Linked DNA regions of Sus scrofa: all the other regions are linked to region 1. A link is a contact called in public Hi-C, HiChIP or PLAC-seq and promoter capture Hi-C data. All regions are on one chromosome and are shown on one strand. Each heading gives the region's core, a stretch centred on a gene start, on an enhancer-like site or on the middle of the called end of the contact. The rest is flanking DNA. Distances are from core to core; before and after follow the strand shown. Region 1 holds the start of DDX6 (probable ATP-dependent RNA helicase DDX6). Region 2 holds the start of RNF26 (RING finger protein 26). Region 3 holds the start of KMT2A (histone-lysine N-methyltransferase 2A). Region 4 holds the start of HINFP (histone H4 transcription factor).

Region 1 (3,737 bases), core at 344-2,843:
GGAATTAAAAAATCTCAAGAACAGCTTTTTCACACTTCTCTACCACCTTTCCTTAGGCTGTGTGGAAATAAAATAAACGAAGACCACCAATGAGAACAGGCTATTCATTCAAAGCTTGCTGTAACAAGGGAGCCAGCCGCCTTCTCTTAGTTTGGTAGACTTAGAGGCCGGCAGTTTAAAAAAAAAAAAAAAAAAAAAAAAAAAAATTAAATTAAAAAAAAAGGGCAGGGGGCGGCGGTAAAGCTTCAGGGTATGCTCTGATTGGAGGTTGTTAACACGGGGTAGCTGGAGGCGGGCTAACTAGAAACTGGGCATCTTAAGTGATTGGTTTGAGGGAATATATTTGGCTTTCTCTGATTGGTCCCGAGTTGGGAGCAGGGGCAAAAATTCGGGAAGCTGGCAGTCAACGACGAAGTTTTTTGCCCCTTCCGTCACTGCAGAGGCTGTGGTTTCGCCTCTCGTGCTACTGGAAGCAGAAGTTGAGGGTCGTCAACACATGGTTTGGTCATTGCCCTGTATATTGTCTCTCAGCTGGGTGAGACCCAGGTTTATATTTTCCCTGGACCTAACTTAAACGTTCTAGCTTCCAGTTCTTGTTTTACCTGGAACAAGAGTCCATTCCTGTTATTTTTGTTAAGGATAAACGGAGACATTCAGATGTGAAAAATATTTATGGGTATAAATACATAATTATCTTTCTGATGAGGGTCAATCTGGAAAGGGAGTCGCCTTCGGTCTTCTGGTTCCCCATTTATGTGCAGAGCTCTTATTCCTATAATAACTGACTCAGTGTTTCTTTCCTTTGGGAGAGGCTAGGCCTCCCTGGTTCCCTCTCTGAGAATTGCTCTTTGGAGCAGAGCGAGGAGGATCGCTGCCCCAGTGTCCCATTCTCTTTCCTGAGGCTCGCTCTCCGGGTTCCGGCCGTGGTCGCACCTTGGCTACTCAGCATCCCAACACCCCCGCGCCAGATCCGCCTCTACAGTCTCCCCCACCCCCCGCTTGCCCTGACACAGCGCCCCCTGTCCCCAGCCCCGCGCGCTCCCCGGGGTTCTCCCCGCTGCACCGGTCCCGGCTGGCCCCCCTTCCGGTGCCCAAACCCCGGCGCGCGCTGGCGCCTCCAGACTACTGGTTCCGCGTGTTCCTGGATGGAGGCCGGAGGGGCTCGGACGCGACCCCTCGGTCCTGCAGCAGCCTCCTTCGCCCGCGGGAGATGTCAGGTCAGCTCTCCCGTCCCCGAGCCGCTACCCGGTCTTTGGTCAGGAAAAAGCAGATCCTCCTCAGGTCCCACGCTCCCGATTTCCACTCTAGGGGGACCCTTCCCAGCGACCATTCCCCTATCATTTCTCCTCAGCTGTAGAAAGAGCAGCCCTCCTTTCCCTTCAGAAAGGGAGCCGTATTTCCCTTCCGACTTCCCCTCCACCGGGGCCCCGTGAGTCCCGGATCCGTAGGAAAGCACAGGCCTTCATTTTCTCCTCGGGTAGGTTCCCTGGCCAGGATTTGTCCTGTCGCGAAGCAGGACAGACTGAGACGCCGCGGCCGACACAGCTGCGGCGGCGGCCGGAGTCTCGCCATCTTGCGCGGAGGAGGAGCCGCAGCGGCCGCCATGCGGAGAACGCAGGGAGGAGGGGGGCAGGGAGCGGGGGAGCCGAGTTAGCTCAGTCCGGGCGGCGGCTTCGACGGCGCCTTGAGCGCGGGCAGCGGCGGAGGTAGGGCTGGACGGCCCCGGGAGCGGGCAGGCGCTGGCTGGTCGGCAGTGCAGCCCTGGCAGCTGAGCGGGGGCGGGGCGGGAGGAGGCCGAAGCGAGGGGCCGGGTGGGGGCGGGCGGAGGTTTCCGAGGAGGAAGGAGCGGCCGCCATTTTGGGAGCTTCGAGTCAACAATAAAGGACCGGGGGTGCCGAGCGGGAGTGGCCTCGGTGGTAGGACTCGGGCTCGAGCCGCGGGAAGTGGGGTGAGGCGGGGGGGTGGAGGTCGGCGTTGACGCCGAGGCTGCGGGTAGCCCCCCGGCAGCTCTGAAAGGGGGTCTGAGGTGGAGGCCTGAGGCCTGGCCGGGCCCTGGGGAGGAAGGCGGGTGGCGGGCGGCAGCTGTGTGGGGTGGGGGCGCCCGGGAGGAGTAGGATGGAGCAATGTGGTGCGCGACAGGGTCTGGAGAAGGAGCGGGCGAAGTTCGCAGAGGAGTTTTGTAGAAGATGAGGGAAGGTGGGACCGTAGGAGGCAGCAAGGACTTAGGGAGATGGTGGAGGTTACTGGGTAAAAGGCGGCCCTATAGGGGGCGGCAGGGATATGCGGTGTCGGGAGAGCTTGGTTTGGAAGAGGACCGGCTGTTTGATCTGAGTAAGGCCGTGTAGGTCAATAACAAGGCGGTGATCTTGGAGCCCCGGATTCTTGGAGAAAAGAACAGGCCTTCTGACTTAAGGGTTTCTCTTTGGGGCCTTTTTGGGGGAGTCCCTATTGTTCCCTACCCGCGGAGCTGGTTCCCTGCTCTTGTTGCGCAGATACGATTGCAGGGCTCCAGCCCTTTTGTGTTTATGGGTCCAGAGAGCTGACTTGAAGTGTGTGGGTTTTTTTGGGTGGGGGTGAGAAGATAGAAGCAAGAAATGATTTCCCTACAATTAGGGAGCTCGAATCATTGGCTTGTTTCTTTCCCTTATCGCCCAGTCCCCTTTCTCTTCGACAGTCCCCTCATCCCTTCAAAATAGAACAGTCACTCTAACTTGCACACCAAGCTTAGAGAAACTGCGCTGCATTTGCAAACAAAAGGTCTTTTTGGAGATGACGGTACAGTTTGGCGTGTGAAACTGTCAGTTGCTAACTACGATCTGGAAAGTGCTGTAATTAACTCCGCTAGGGGCTCCTCCCAACTAGTCTGTGTGTCGTTCGTATTTTTGAAAATGTAGAAATATAACTTGCAAATCTAAATTGAGAAAGGGTAGGAGGAATATTTCCTTTCCTGAGACATAAAGCTGCAGTGCAGGCTTTAGCTTAATTAAGAGGGGAGCAGTTATCACATAGTCACATTTTGGATATAGGAAGATAGAAGGTCTTGTGTGTATAATGGACAGTGATGATATCATTTAATCTTTAGAGGTTGCCTTCTTCATCCTCTTAGTGCTTTGCAAACCAGTCTTCTGGTGTGAAGTAGCTGGTATTGCTGATCATAATATAAACCTGTCAATACTGGAAACCACTTACTACCTTGAACTGAAATTAGGTGGCTGTTAACCACCCTCTGCTTAAGAGGACTTTCAGCTTCTTGGGAGACGTGGAAATAGACAGCTTTGTGTATGTGATGATCAAGATTTGCTTTTGAGCAGCTTGATTTTTATTTAAAAAAAAAACCTCAAAGAGTATTTTAAAAGATTTTATAGTTTGAGAAATCTCGGTATATGGCAAGAAAACATTAACTAGTAAGCTAGTGTATTTTTGGTAAAACATTTAAAGCAGTTGACAAACCAAACAGGCCTTTATTTTCTGGCTTTTTCTGCCTGGCTTTTAAATTAAGTTTTTATTTACAAATAATTTGATTGGGGAATAGTTTTTTAAAATTTAACTATTAATTGGTACTCTGGGTTTCCTGGAGAGTTTGATCAAAGTTACTAGTGTTTTTAGCCTCTCACAGATTTTTTTTTTAATAGAAGTAAATTCCTTTTTGTGTTTTTGTAATTTAAAAGCAGTGCTATTTCAAGTTGGGATATGCCTTTTGAAAAGTGTTATACTAAAAATTATACCAGTTTTGTAGT
Region 2 (3,737 bases), core at 559-3,058, 480 kb before region 1:
AGTGCAGGCCTGGCACAGGCACAGGTGCCGACACGGCAGAAGCAGCACTGTCTTGCTCTGATCCTGGCAGATAACACACTTCTTCCGCTCCTCTTGCTCCTTCAGCAACTTCCACGGGTCTTGCCCAGCTATAGGCTCCTCCACATTGAGCCTCTCCCGGCCCCGGGCAGCTGTCATTCTGGCCATCCTGACCTCCTCCCCTTCCGCCTCTGTTCTGGGCCCTGCTTCAGGGAGAGTGTCCTGTCGCCAGGTCCTGTCTGAGGGCACCCTCCTAGGGCCACCCTGGGGGGCCCCAGGTGCCCCTCCTCGGTTTGGCCAGCTCGCCAGCTGCAAGCTACGGCTCCAGACTCGGCGCCACGCCTCCAAGCCCAGTGCTAGACGAGAAAGCCGCACAACATCCTCTCTGAGCCGGTGGTAGGATGGCCGGGCATGAAGCTGGCTGAAGGCCCGACTGGCCAGCCTCAAGGTGAGGTCCGGGTGCAACACAGTCACCGTCACTGCCAGCACACAAGCCAGCAGTGCCAGGCCGGTGAGATTGACAAGCACAAAGCTGGCCAGGAAGCGGGCAGCTGAGGCCAGGAGCTCCAGTACTAGTTGGCAGGGGGTCCAGAGGAGGATGGACATGGCCACAGCACTGCTGGAAATGTGGGCTAGGAAGGCAGCCACCACATCTGTCATCCTCCACAGAGGCCCCATCACTGCATCCCACAGGGCCAGCACCAGGGAGAAGAGGTTCTGAGTGCCAATGAGGCAGATGTTGACCAGGCTGTTGATCACGTAGGCCACCAGGCTCATGGTAATGGCACATATGTCACAGGCCTGGCGCAGCAAAGCATGGCCACTGGAGACCATATTGAGGACGCCCCGGTGCAGGATCTCGCGGCTCCTAAGTGCCCCATGAGAGGCCAGATGCCCCAGGAGCTTTAAGCTCTCCAGGCCAGAATAGCAACTGTAGAGTACTGTACACAAGGCCTGCAAGCCCCCAAAGGTGAAGCGGACCACGGTTTCGATCAAGGCCAGCAGTGAAAGCAAGACTCCGCGGCCCAAGTGTAGAAGACTAGTCAGTACCGTGTGTGGCAGGTTGTAGATGAAGGCCAGGAGCCAGGCCAGGGAAGCCAGGAGGGAGGACACCAGCAGGAAGTTGAGGTCCAACACCAAGGTCAGCACATCCAGCAACAGGCCCACCCCATTCACTACTAGATACACAGCCTCCATGATAGGGGCTATGGGGATTAGTACAAAATGAAATCTGGCTCCCGGTTAGAAGGGTGTCACGGTGGTCAATGTTTAAGGGGCGGGGGAAAGGGGGTCAGGGATTAATTTGTAAGGGAGGTGAGAAGTCTCCAATCCAGGGAGAATCTGAGGAAGAAGCCAGTTAGAAGGAAGTGGAGTCTCAGGGGAGGGAAAGGGGGCCAGGTACCGGTCCAGGAGTCCCGGTTTTGAAGGAAGGCTGTTTGGGAGGGAAGAGGCCAAACATCTCTAAAGTGAAGGTGATCCCGGGCTGGAGGAGAAACCTCAGCTTTGGAGGCCTGGTGGTGGCGTACCACGGCCGGGCAATGGGTCAGACCGAGAGGAGATCGGGAACCGAAGGGATGGGGTCAGGCCGGGGCCGGGTGGGGGCGGCGCAGGCTGGGCGCGGACTCGCGGTCCAGCTACGCAGGTGCCCCTGTCCCCGCCCGGCCCCCGTCCTCTGGGCTCGCGGCGCTTTGCGCTCGAAGGGGCAGTGGGGAAGGGAGCCTCAGCAAACCCTAGGCGCGGCCTCTACTCCTCTGGGTGCCGCCATCTTGTGTGCGAAAGGGTGGGGCAAGAGGCGTGACAAGGAGGGAGGGACAATGAACTCTGGCCAATCGGCGAGGTCCAACCGCAGGAAACGTCGAGCACTCATTGGTCCGTTTGAACGGCGCCCACACATATTTAGTAATTTACCAAGGAGGGGCGGAAACATTGAATTCCCCGCCCCCTTGTGGCGGTGATTGGTCAGAGGAGGACTCTGCCCCCTAGCTCCGCCCCCTAAAGAAGCAGGGCCTTGGACCTGGGTGATGTGCGCGCTCATCTGTCTCTAGGCCTGTGGGTTTGATACCTTTAGGCGTGGGTTGCTAGTCTGTGCCTCTGAGCTGGGCTCTGGGATTGCACAGCCTCTGCAACCTCAGATTCGGTCCCTCGTCCTCCTCCATTCATTCATTTATTCTGTCATTTACTGAGCTCCTACAGTTGCCCTAGGGATACGAAAAATATTTTAGACGTGCTTGCTCACAAGCAGTTTCTAAGAGGAAACAGATTGTGACAGGGAATTCCCAAGCTGCTATTCCAAACTGTTTCCTCAAGTCCTGTCACGGGTTTTTTTCAGCATCCTCAGGAGATTACTTTATTGTCAGTGAGAAAAGGCAGTCAGAGACCGGAAATAACTCACGCTTCCCAGCCCAGGCCCTATTTGTTTACTTGAGCACTTTAGTTAGACATCTATGCTTGAATGTTCTTAGTAGGCTCCTCGAAAATTTCTCCTTTCCTTTAATATTCAAATAATATTCGAAATATATAAGATCCTGTTCCAACTATATCGAGAAGCCTAAGGATTCCTGGGGGATCTTTATCCCTCCCCTGGCCTCCATTGCTTTAATTTCCTACTTAAGTTTGTCAACTGGGAAAAACAAAAAAGAAAATGCACAGCACGAGAGTTGTGAGTTGTTTTATTTGGGGCAAAATGAGAGCTATAGCAAGGGAGACAGCCTCTCAGATAGCTCTGAGGAACTGCTCCGAAGAGGTAAAGGGGTTGGTAAGTATATATGCGATTCTGGTGAAAAGGGATGCGTGCAATCCAGCACACATTTTGGCAGGAAATTGCTTCTGGTCACAAGAAGGTTGCTGCTAATCACGAATATCCATGAATGATTTTAGTGCTTTTCTAGATATAAGAAGATACAAGAAATGGGGCTCATGAAATCATCTGAAAATATCTAACTACCTGAAGGCCTCTTCTGCCGGTTTTTCCCAGAGCACAGACAGCCTCACTCCTGACCTCTGTCCTGAGCTCATTTCAGGGTGTGTTGAAGGTCAGCAATTACAGTGGCTAGGGACAGTTTTTAGTTGGCACACGGAACTCTTCCTTTCCACTCTGGTCGGGACCCCTGAAAGTGTCTGTACCCTTCACGCCACCCAGAACGCTGCCTGAATCCTTCATTTCCCAAAGCACCACTGATACGCTGCTGAGATATGCAGCATACATTTGATAGGGATGGAGTAGGCACAGGTAGTTGTAGAAGTCCCAGTAAGGGACCATAGGTAAAGAGGGAAACCTAGGGGACGCTGGGAGACCACTGTAAGTTAATAATTGCTCAAGAAACCATCAGAACCAAGCAGGCTTGCTCGACTAGTGGAGGTGAGGGAATTGCCTCAGGTCATTGGGTGGGGATGGGATGAGGCCCGCGTTCAGATTCAGACCAAGGGCAGGAGTCTGAGGACCGCCCTTTGGCTGATTTGAATATACACCTCACTGATACTAAGGAGGAGCTACTGCTCAAAGAAAGAGGATGAGGCGGTCCTTTTCCTACCCTCCACTCTCCCTAGACGGTAAAACTAGCCCACCAGATCCAGGGGCAGAGCCTCCTTGCCTTGCCTGCACACTTGCAACTTCCACGAGCGTCCTTTTTTTTTTTTTTTTCTTTGTCTTTGTCTTTTTAGGGCTGCATTCGCAGCATACGGAAGTTCCCACACTAAAGGTCTAATCAGAGCTACCAGCT
Region 3 (3,737 bases), core at 408-2,907, 320 kb after region 1:
ACCACACTAAAGTAAAACTGTCCCTTATCTACTCTCCTCACCCCAACCTTGCTTCCCCCAGCCCTTTCAAGCCCCAGGATTGGCCTAGGAAAAGGTGGATCAATAACGAAATGACCGAGAAAAGAAGGGTGGGAGGGAGCTAGGACTGGAGACTGCGTGCTCTCAGGCGCAGTGGGTGGGGTAGGAGAGCAGCTGCTTCCCCTGGGAGGATGCTGCCCCGGTCCCCCCACAAACACCTCCCCTCACGGGGCCCCTTCCCCAGAGCTGGAGGGAAAGCCTGCCTCCTCTCCAGGGGAAATGGTAGAAAGCTGCTCTTCTCTGCGCCTAGGGGACAGTGGACTATTTTTCCCTCAAAGATGCCACTAATCCTTCATTCTAAAGGAGGGAAAGGATGGCGTGAAGGTAGAGTAATCCCCTGCTACCAAAAGGCTAGAAACTGCAGCTCTAAGATGGGGGAACACTGCTGTATGAGGAGCTCACCGTTACCTTCAAAGGAAAAGGAGGTGAAGGGAGGCAAGGTGGAGAGGAAAGTAGATTTTCCCCGGTGGGGTAAGGCGGGATGACGGGAGGATCTATCTGCAGGGGGTAGGGGTTGAGGGTGGAAGTGAAGGAAGGGGGAGTGGCTGGTAGTGTAGGGACCTGGCCTGGGGACTGGGCGAGGGTTCATCAGGTTTTCGGAAGCAAGGTGCTGGAAGGGACATCGGTCCCCAAGGGTAGGAGAAGAATGTGGCTCTGGATGAGGCCATCACCAGAGAGATGCCCAAGAGGAAAACTGCCCAGGAGTAAAACATCTGCCTAGAGAGGGAGGCGGGGATGTGGCGGGATCAAGTCTCTAGGAAGGAGGGAGGGAGGGAGGAATCTTGCTCGGATGAGGTAATCTGTGAAAGGGAGGAGGGGTTCAGTCCCGGGATGGGAAACCCGGGAGAGGGGTCTGTGCCAAGGGATTTGGGGAAGGGTCAGAGGAACGAGGGTGGGAGGCAAACGCGCTCGGCCTGATGGGTCGGAATCCCGGGGTGGGGGCGCCTAGGGGCCCGCACCCCTATATGGGGGCCCCGAAATGGGAGGGCCATCTGCCCCGGGTCAGGGACCCCAGGATGGTCCCCGAATTGGGATGCTCCACAATCCCGGATGGGGGAGGGGAGGGGGCTCAGCAGAGGGTCGAGACCCCGGACCTGGGGGTTCCTCGCCCCCTTACCTCTCCGCTGCCGCCTCCCCCGCCGCTCTCCCCAAACACGGCCCGGAACCGGCGCAGGTTGGTGCCGATGGCGGCCGAGACCTGCAGCGCCGCGTCGAAGCCCGGGCCCACCCGGAGCAGGGCCGGCCCAGAGGAGGCTGAGGACGATGACGAAGACGAAGACGAGGCGGACGACGAGGAGGCTGCTGAGGCGGCGGCCGCTCCCCCTGGAACCCCAGCCCCGCCGCTTCCCGCCGCCGCCGCCGCGGCCGCCACAGCCGGGGGGGAGGGGGGCGCCCCGGGGCCGCCGCCGCCGCCCGGGGGCCCGGGGGGAAGCAGCAGGGCCGGGACGCGTTGCCGCGGGGCGCCCCCTAGGCCCCGGCGCCCCCCGCCGCCGCCGCCCCAGGTGGTCCCGGGTCGGGCGGGGAAGCGCCACCGACAGCTGTGCGCCATGTTCGCCCCGTGAAGTGAAGCAGCGAGAGGGAGAGGCGACAACACAGGGGGGCGGGGAGGCGGAGGGGGGGGCGCGGGCCCCGGAACCTGCCCGGCCCGCTCGGCGCCGCCCGGCCGCCTGCACCCCGCGGCCGCTATGCCGAGCGCCGGGCCGCGCCAGCCGGCCCAGCAAGCTGTATAGCGGGCTCAGGCCCGCGCTGCCAACGCCGAGCCGCGGCTACGCCATCCCGAGGCCCGGGCCGCCGCCTGCCGCCCGCCCTCCCGCCCCGCAACCTGGATAACTGCATGCCCCGCCCTCCGGGAGCGGCATTGCTCTGGAAAAGGAGGGGGGAAGGAAGCCCAGGAGCCCGACGCGGAGCGCGGGTTCCGGGGAGAGGGGGAGGGGCGAGGGCTACGGGGAGGATGGAGGCGGAGGGATCCCGGCCGCCCGCAGCCTCAAGAGCCGAGAAGCTGATTACACACGTTCCCGGGATGCGCTGGGAATCGAACCGCCCGGGAGAGTAGCCTCCAGTCTAACGCGGCGGCCGGGTCGGGGACGAGTGCGCCTTCTCCGCCTCGAGGCATGGATACGAGATGGTTAGCCTGGATTTAACGCTTCTAGAATAAAAGAGCCCTTATTGTGCTTACAGGCAAGACAGAATTATTGTCCAGTTTACTCTATGCAAAACAGAAAGGCCCTCAGTGAATGCGCTTTAAAAAATAAAAAGCCCCTCCCATTTCCATGCTGGAGCTCTCTCCAAAACGCAAACCCGGAGAGATTCAGCTCCCGCCACCTCCTTGCCCTATTATGCGCTCGGGGCTGAGGAACCTCTGGCTTTCGTGCCCTTTTGCAAAGAGTTGCGTTGTGTTTCGCCAGCCCGGGCATGGGGGCCACGGCGTGCTCCGCTAACGAGGCGGCGTTACAACGAGGCTGAAGCTGGGTGGCTAGCGGGGCCTGGAGGGAAGAGGCGGGCAAAAGCGCCCCCGCCCCTTCTTCCTCCCTTCCCTGCCTGCCGCTGCATGCAAAGCAGACCCTAATGTATGCACGCAGAGGGAGGGGGGTTCGCGAGCACGTTTCTGATTAAGAGAGGGGGAGGAGAAGAGCGTTGAGCATTATGATACACTGGGTGGAAGGGGCCCGCCAGCGGCGAGCTGTGTGCGCGGGGTTAGTAGGCGGAGGGGGGAGGGGGAAGGAGGAGGGTTAGGGCCGGAGATGAATATCCACGGGTTTACTTTATTGCGGGAAAGAGGGGAGGGCGCCTCAAGCTAGGCGTTAGAAGCCTGCAAGGCTGGGAAAGCACAGAAGGAAGGGAGGGGTTTGTACCGGGAGAACTTGCGTTGGCTGAGACTGGGGGATCGATACACAGCCTGCAGGCCCCCGGGCAGCCTCCATCCGGCCCTCCCCCCGCCCCCCCCCAAGCCGAGGTGGAGTTCGCTGGAAGGTCACGCAGCCTTTCTGGACTCCCGCACCGGTACAGCGCCGGGCATGCAATATTACAGCCTGGGGCGGCGAATTTGAGGACAGGGAGGGTCGTAGTGAGCAGGTTGCAGTCAGTTCTGGCCCTCTGGAGGGTGCACTACACGCCTTCAGAGAAGGTCCACGGCCTCCTGGTGCTGAAAACCTAAGTCCCTCCACCCGCGAAACGTTTGTGCAGAGCGTAAGATGGGGTGGGGGCTAGAGATGAACAGAGAAAGGGAGAAGACACAGGCAAGCCCCAACTCCCCCAACTCGTCCCAGATCGATCGTGGTTCCAACCGCGCAGGATGGAGCCCAGATGGTTTGCAAAGCGCACACTCAGCGCACACACTGAACCAGATTCCCTTGTTACATCGCGTGGTTTACTAGGTGCAAAAAGGGTGAGAGTAGGGAGAGAGTCTCTTAAACGGCAGCCCCAGGACTCTGCTAAGGACATAGACACCCCATTGTGGACGGTTTCTCCATTGCAATATATTTAGCGTTAGGCGCTGGGGGTTTTGCTTGTGTAGCTGCTCTGATCAGTTACAGATTGGCGACCACGTGGATTCCCTCAAGCATCCTGATTTGTTCCCTCTCTCACTCTCTCTGGCTTATTTTTCTTTTGTATTTGCCGCCCCCCCCTCCTTTAATATGCATAACGGTCTGCAGAGGTGA
Region 4 (3,737 bases), core at 674-3,173, 270 kb before region 1:
TACATCACAGCTCACAGCAACACTGGATCCTTAATCCACTGAGCAAGGCCAGGGATCAAATCCAAGTCCTCGCAGATATTAGTTGGGTTCATTAACTGCCGAGCCACCACAGGAACTCCTCTTTTTTCTTTTTTCTTTTTTTTTTGGCTGCACCCATGGCATGTGGAAGTTCCTGGGCCAGCGGTCAAACCTGAGCCACAGCACTAACCCAAGTCACGACAGTGACAACGCCAGATCCTTAACCCACTAGACGACCAGGGAACTCCTATAACAGCTATTTAGTATCTACTATATGCCAAGCACTATCCTAAGTGTTTTACACATAGAAGAACCCACTAATACAACAAATCTATTGAAGTCGGTACCATTATTGTCCCACTTCAGAGATGAGGAGACAGCCCAGATAGGTTAAGTAATTTACCTAAGATCACAAAGCTAAGAAGTGATGGAGACAGAATTCAAAGTCAGGGAGTTTGCTCCATTCTCTTCCCACACCTGCCTGTCTTACCTCTTCTCGTCTGATTCCCTATTCCTCAGAGACAGCATACCCATATACATAATACCCAAAGCATGTTTTATTGAGTAGCTATTTTGTCAGTGTCCTCCAATAAGCTGTGAGCTCTAGAAGGTGTGGTCTGTGCTCTGTTCGGTTCTAACTGCAGGGCCAACACATACCCTACTAGGAGTTCTTTTAATGTTAAAAGTAAATTTATAACTTATTGCTTTACTTTTGGACAAATCACCTAGCTTTTCTTAAATGTAGAATAAGGTACTAATATCACAGTAATGGGTGAGGGATTCAACAGATCTGATTAGAAAACTCCAACATTTATTAGCTCTGTGACCTTAGGCAAGTTACTTAAAGCAAGGTTTCCCACATGGCATAGGAATAATCATGTCTCAATGAATTGATGTGTGGATTAAACCAGATAATGAATATTAAAATAATAGCCTAACACACTGCTAGAACTCAACAAGTGTTGGCTCTTCATATTCTTGCTTCTGAGGGTGAGATGATTTAAGTATGAATTCTACAAAAAGGTCGACAAAAGGCAAGTGGAAGGATTCCTAACCTTTCCTTTCATCAGGAGTTATAGTTATAAGCAATCAGCCCATACTTAAAGAATATAAACGGTAAGGCAAGCACCGAATGAACGCTGAATGGTATTCAAGAAAGGAGTGACCCGGTTCAGAACCTTCTAAGGATTCACAAATTGGCCGAAGAGATAAGGCTCTGACGTGTTTAGACAACGACCAAAACAAAGCGCGCGAGGATCGAGAGCTAGACAGGAAGATGCCCCAGTGGCCAGGGAACGCTTGCCCTTAGCGATGGGGACAGGGCCCCTGGAGCAGTGGTAGAATTCGGAGAAAAGGAAGGAGACCACCCCAGCGGGTAAACCTCTCCCTGCCTGCTCCACAAGCTTCCCCCTAAGGCGTGGAGGCGACCGTGTTTCAGCAACAGCGAAGCCTCAGATGGCAAAGCATGGAGGTTCAAACCGGGGTTGGGGACCAGGGACGCTGCATGCGCCAAGCAGACTAGCGTGGCCAAGTTGCAAGAGGGAGACTCGCCGAAGCGCCCGGAGAGGAGCCTGGCCTTGGCAGCCGGCCAGAGCGCTGCCCAACGCTGTCCCCGCCAAACCCGGAGTCCCCAACTTACCGCCTGTCGGCTCCCGGGTCCCCAGCTCTCCTCCCACCTCGCACGATCTCCCGGTCTCCGGGAGGGCGCTAGAGCGACGGCCAAAGGCAGCCAATCACCATTCTCGGATCCCTCTAACAGCCAATTGCCTCTGCGACTGACGGAACCCGTGCGCGACCAAAACACGGAAGGGGCGGGAGTGAGGGGCGGCGGGCCGCGAGGAAAGGTAACGCTGCGGGCTTCGCCCGGCTCCAGGCGGGGCGCTGATGGGGATCCCAAAGGCCCGAATTCCCCCAACTGCGCAGGCTCGGCACACGGCACCCACTGGGCATGCGCAGGGTTCGGGTTGGGCGCCGCGTGGGGTCTCCCAGCTCAGTTGCTTAAAGCGCTAGCTAGCCGCGTGGGCGGTGAGACCAAGGACAAGGGGGAGGCAGAGTAGGAGGTGTGCAAAGCTCGATCCTCAGAACAGCCAGCACCGCTGAGCCCAAACTGGGGGTTCTTCGCCTTCTTGATCTTACTGTTTCTTAAATAGCAGTATTCCTTCCGCCATCCCCTTTTCCCCCCAAACCTCTGCGTGTCACGCGCGGCTCGGTGGAAACGGCGCCTTCAAGTCAGAAAACCGGCAGTCAGCCAGATTTCTCCTTCACACGTCACATCCAATCCATTGCCAGATCCTGTGAATTCTACCCCATAAAAACACAGGATCTCGAAATCACCCCTGGTTCTTAATCTTTGCCGCCCCCTCTCTAGTCCATTAACGTCCTTCAACCCAGGTGTCTATGCTAACCTAACTGGTTCCACTGCGAGCACTCTTGCTTCCCCCCAAATTATTCTCAAGGTGATCTTTACAAAGAGCAAATCTGATCAAACCACTGCCCTGTTTTAATCGCTCAAGGGCATTTTGCTGTCTGGAAAACCCATACTAAGGTTTTCTAGATCCTGTGGGACGCAAGGCTTCTCCAAGGAAATAAAACTCAAGCCTCCAGCAAATAGAATTGCCAGACCCTTATCAGCCCACCTGTGTCGCTGTAACTGTTACAATGTTCCTAAGGACCTCCCCACCCAGCAACTTGGCCTACTCCTGCCTGCCCCCTGCAAGGAAAGGTATGTGGCTCACTCCTCACCTCCTCTCCTGGGTTAACCTGGCCTACTCCTTCCTGCCCCCCACTAGAAAAGGTATGTAGCTCGCTCCTTAGGACGCCCCTATAGGCAACATATGCCTCCAGCCAACCAGCAAGTGTATCCAAAGACCTTATCCTTTCCCAACCAACCAGGAAATGTATCAGAAGACCCCTTTCTTCCCCTACCAATCAGCAGGCCAACAGGTGTATGGCAAGAGCACTCCTTGTACTCTTTTGTCTTTGGGCTATAAAACCATGTGCCCAGAGTCAGCTCTTCCTGGTTATCAGGATGTTGGCCCACTGTGTTAGCAGTGTCCCTTGCCTTAATAAACTTGTCTTTTCTACATCTCGGTTTTGTTTTTCGTTTATTTGTTTTTCTTTTCTAGAAACCACTTATGGAGGTTCCCAGGCTAGGGGTCTAATTGGAGCTATAGCCAATGGCCTATCTGCCACATCTTCGGCCTATACCACAGCTCATGGCAATAGCTCTCCTTAACCCACTGAGCAAGGCCAGGGATCGAACCCACAACCTCATGGTTCCTAGTCAGATTTGTTAACCACTGAGCCATGACGGGAACTCCCCACACATCTTGGTTTAAGTCCAGATTCTTTTTCCACCTGCATGCAGAGACCACAACAGATCCTTCAGTATCTGGGTCCTGCATACTTCTCTCCAACCGTGTGTATCCTGAGTGCTTCTTGCTTTCAGTCTCTGCTCTCCAACCCCAAATTGCTTTCAGTGTCTCCAGCACACCTAGTTGCCTTTCCTTTCCTGCCTTGTACTTGCTGTTTCCTCTGTCTGGAACAATCTTCCCCTCCCCTTCCCACTATGACTGATTCCTACTCATTCTTCTGGTCTCAAGGAAGATGCTTCTTTTTCCTGGAAGTCTTTCTGGACATCCCTTTCCTATATTTCCCCAATACAGCTCTGTCACTTCATACTTACCTGTCTACATATCTGCGTTCTGCACCTGACTCAG

Evidence for each region. Promoter capture Hi-C pulls out the DNA fragments that hold promoters and counts their contacts. A called contact is a pair of places that touch in the nucleus more often than the background predicts. HiChIP or PLAC-seq counts read pairs in DNA pulled down with a chosen protein or histone mark.
Region 2: a contact with region 1 is called in a promoter capture Hi-C map of fetal liver, with 2.8 times the contacts expected there. The contact joins the promoter of RNF26 here to the promoter of DDX6 in region 1. A contact is called at or near these places in 1 of 5 promoter capture datasets (fetal liver) and 1 of 2 datasets of contacts at active chromatin or transcription factors (alveolar macrophages).
Region 3: a contact with region 1 is called in an H3K27ac HiChIP or PLAC-seq map of alveolar macrophages. The contact joins the promoter of KMT2A here to the promoter of DDX6 in region 1. A contact is called at or near these places in 1 of 47 Hi-C or Micro-C datasets (heart right ventricle) and 1 of 2 datasets of contacts at active chromatin or transcription factors (alveolar macrophages).
Region 4: a contact with region 1 is called in a Hi-C map of skeletal muscle, with 5 times the contacts expected there. The contact joins the promoter of HINFP here to the promoter of DDX6 in region 1. A contact is called at or near these places in 2 of 47 Hi-C or Micro-C datasets (liver and skeletal muscle) and 1 of 2 datasets of contacts at active chromatin or transcription factors (alveolar macrophages).

The regions. Positions count from the first base shown.
Region 1 is chr9:46,061,113-46,064,849 of Sscrofa11.1, reverse strand. DDX6 (probable ATP-dependent RNA helicase DDX6) reads left to right here and starts at 1,593. Exons shown (of 13, transcript XM_021062947.1): 1 at 1,593-1,706. LOC106504894 (proline-rich receptor-like protein kinase PERK2) reads right to left here. Exons shown (of 2, transcript XM_013979478.1): 2 at 1,463-2,260. The coding sequence ends at 1,463.
Region 2 is chr9:46,541,803-46,545,539 of Sscrofa11.1, reverse strand. It overlaps RNF26 (RING finger protein 26), which reads right to left and starts at 1,808. Exons shown (of 1, transcript XM_005667432.3): 1 at 1-1,808. The coding sequence starts at 1,215.
Region 3 is chr9:45,741,486-45,745,222 of Sscrofa11.1, reverse strand. KMT2A (histone-lysine N-methyltransferase 2A) reads right to left here and starts at 1,657. Exons shown (of 37, transcript XM_021062912.1): 1 at 1,196-1,657. The coding sequence starts at 1,627.
Region 4 is chr9:46,334,316-46,338,052 of Sscrofa11.1, reverse strand. HINFP (histone H4 transcription factor) reads right to left here and starts at 1,923. Exons shown (of 10, transcript XM_005667424.3): 1 at 1,658-1,923.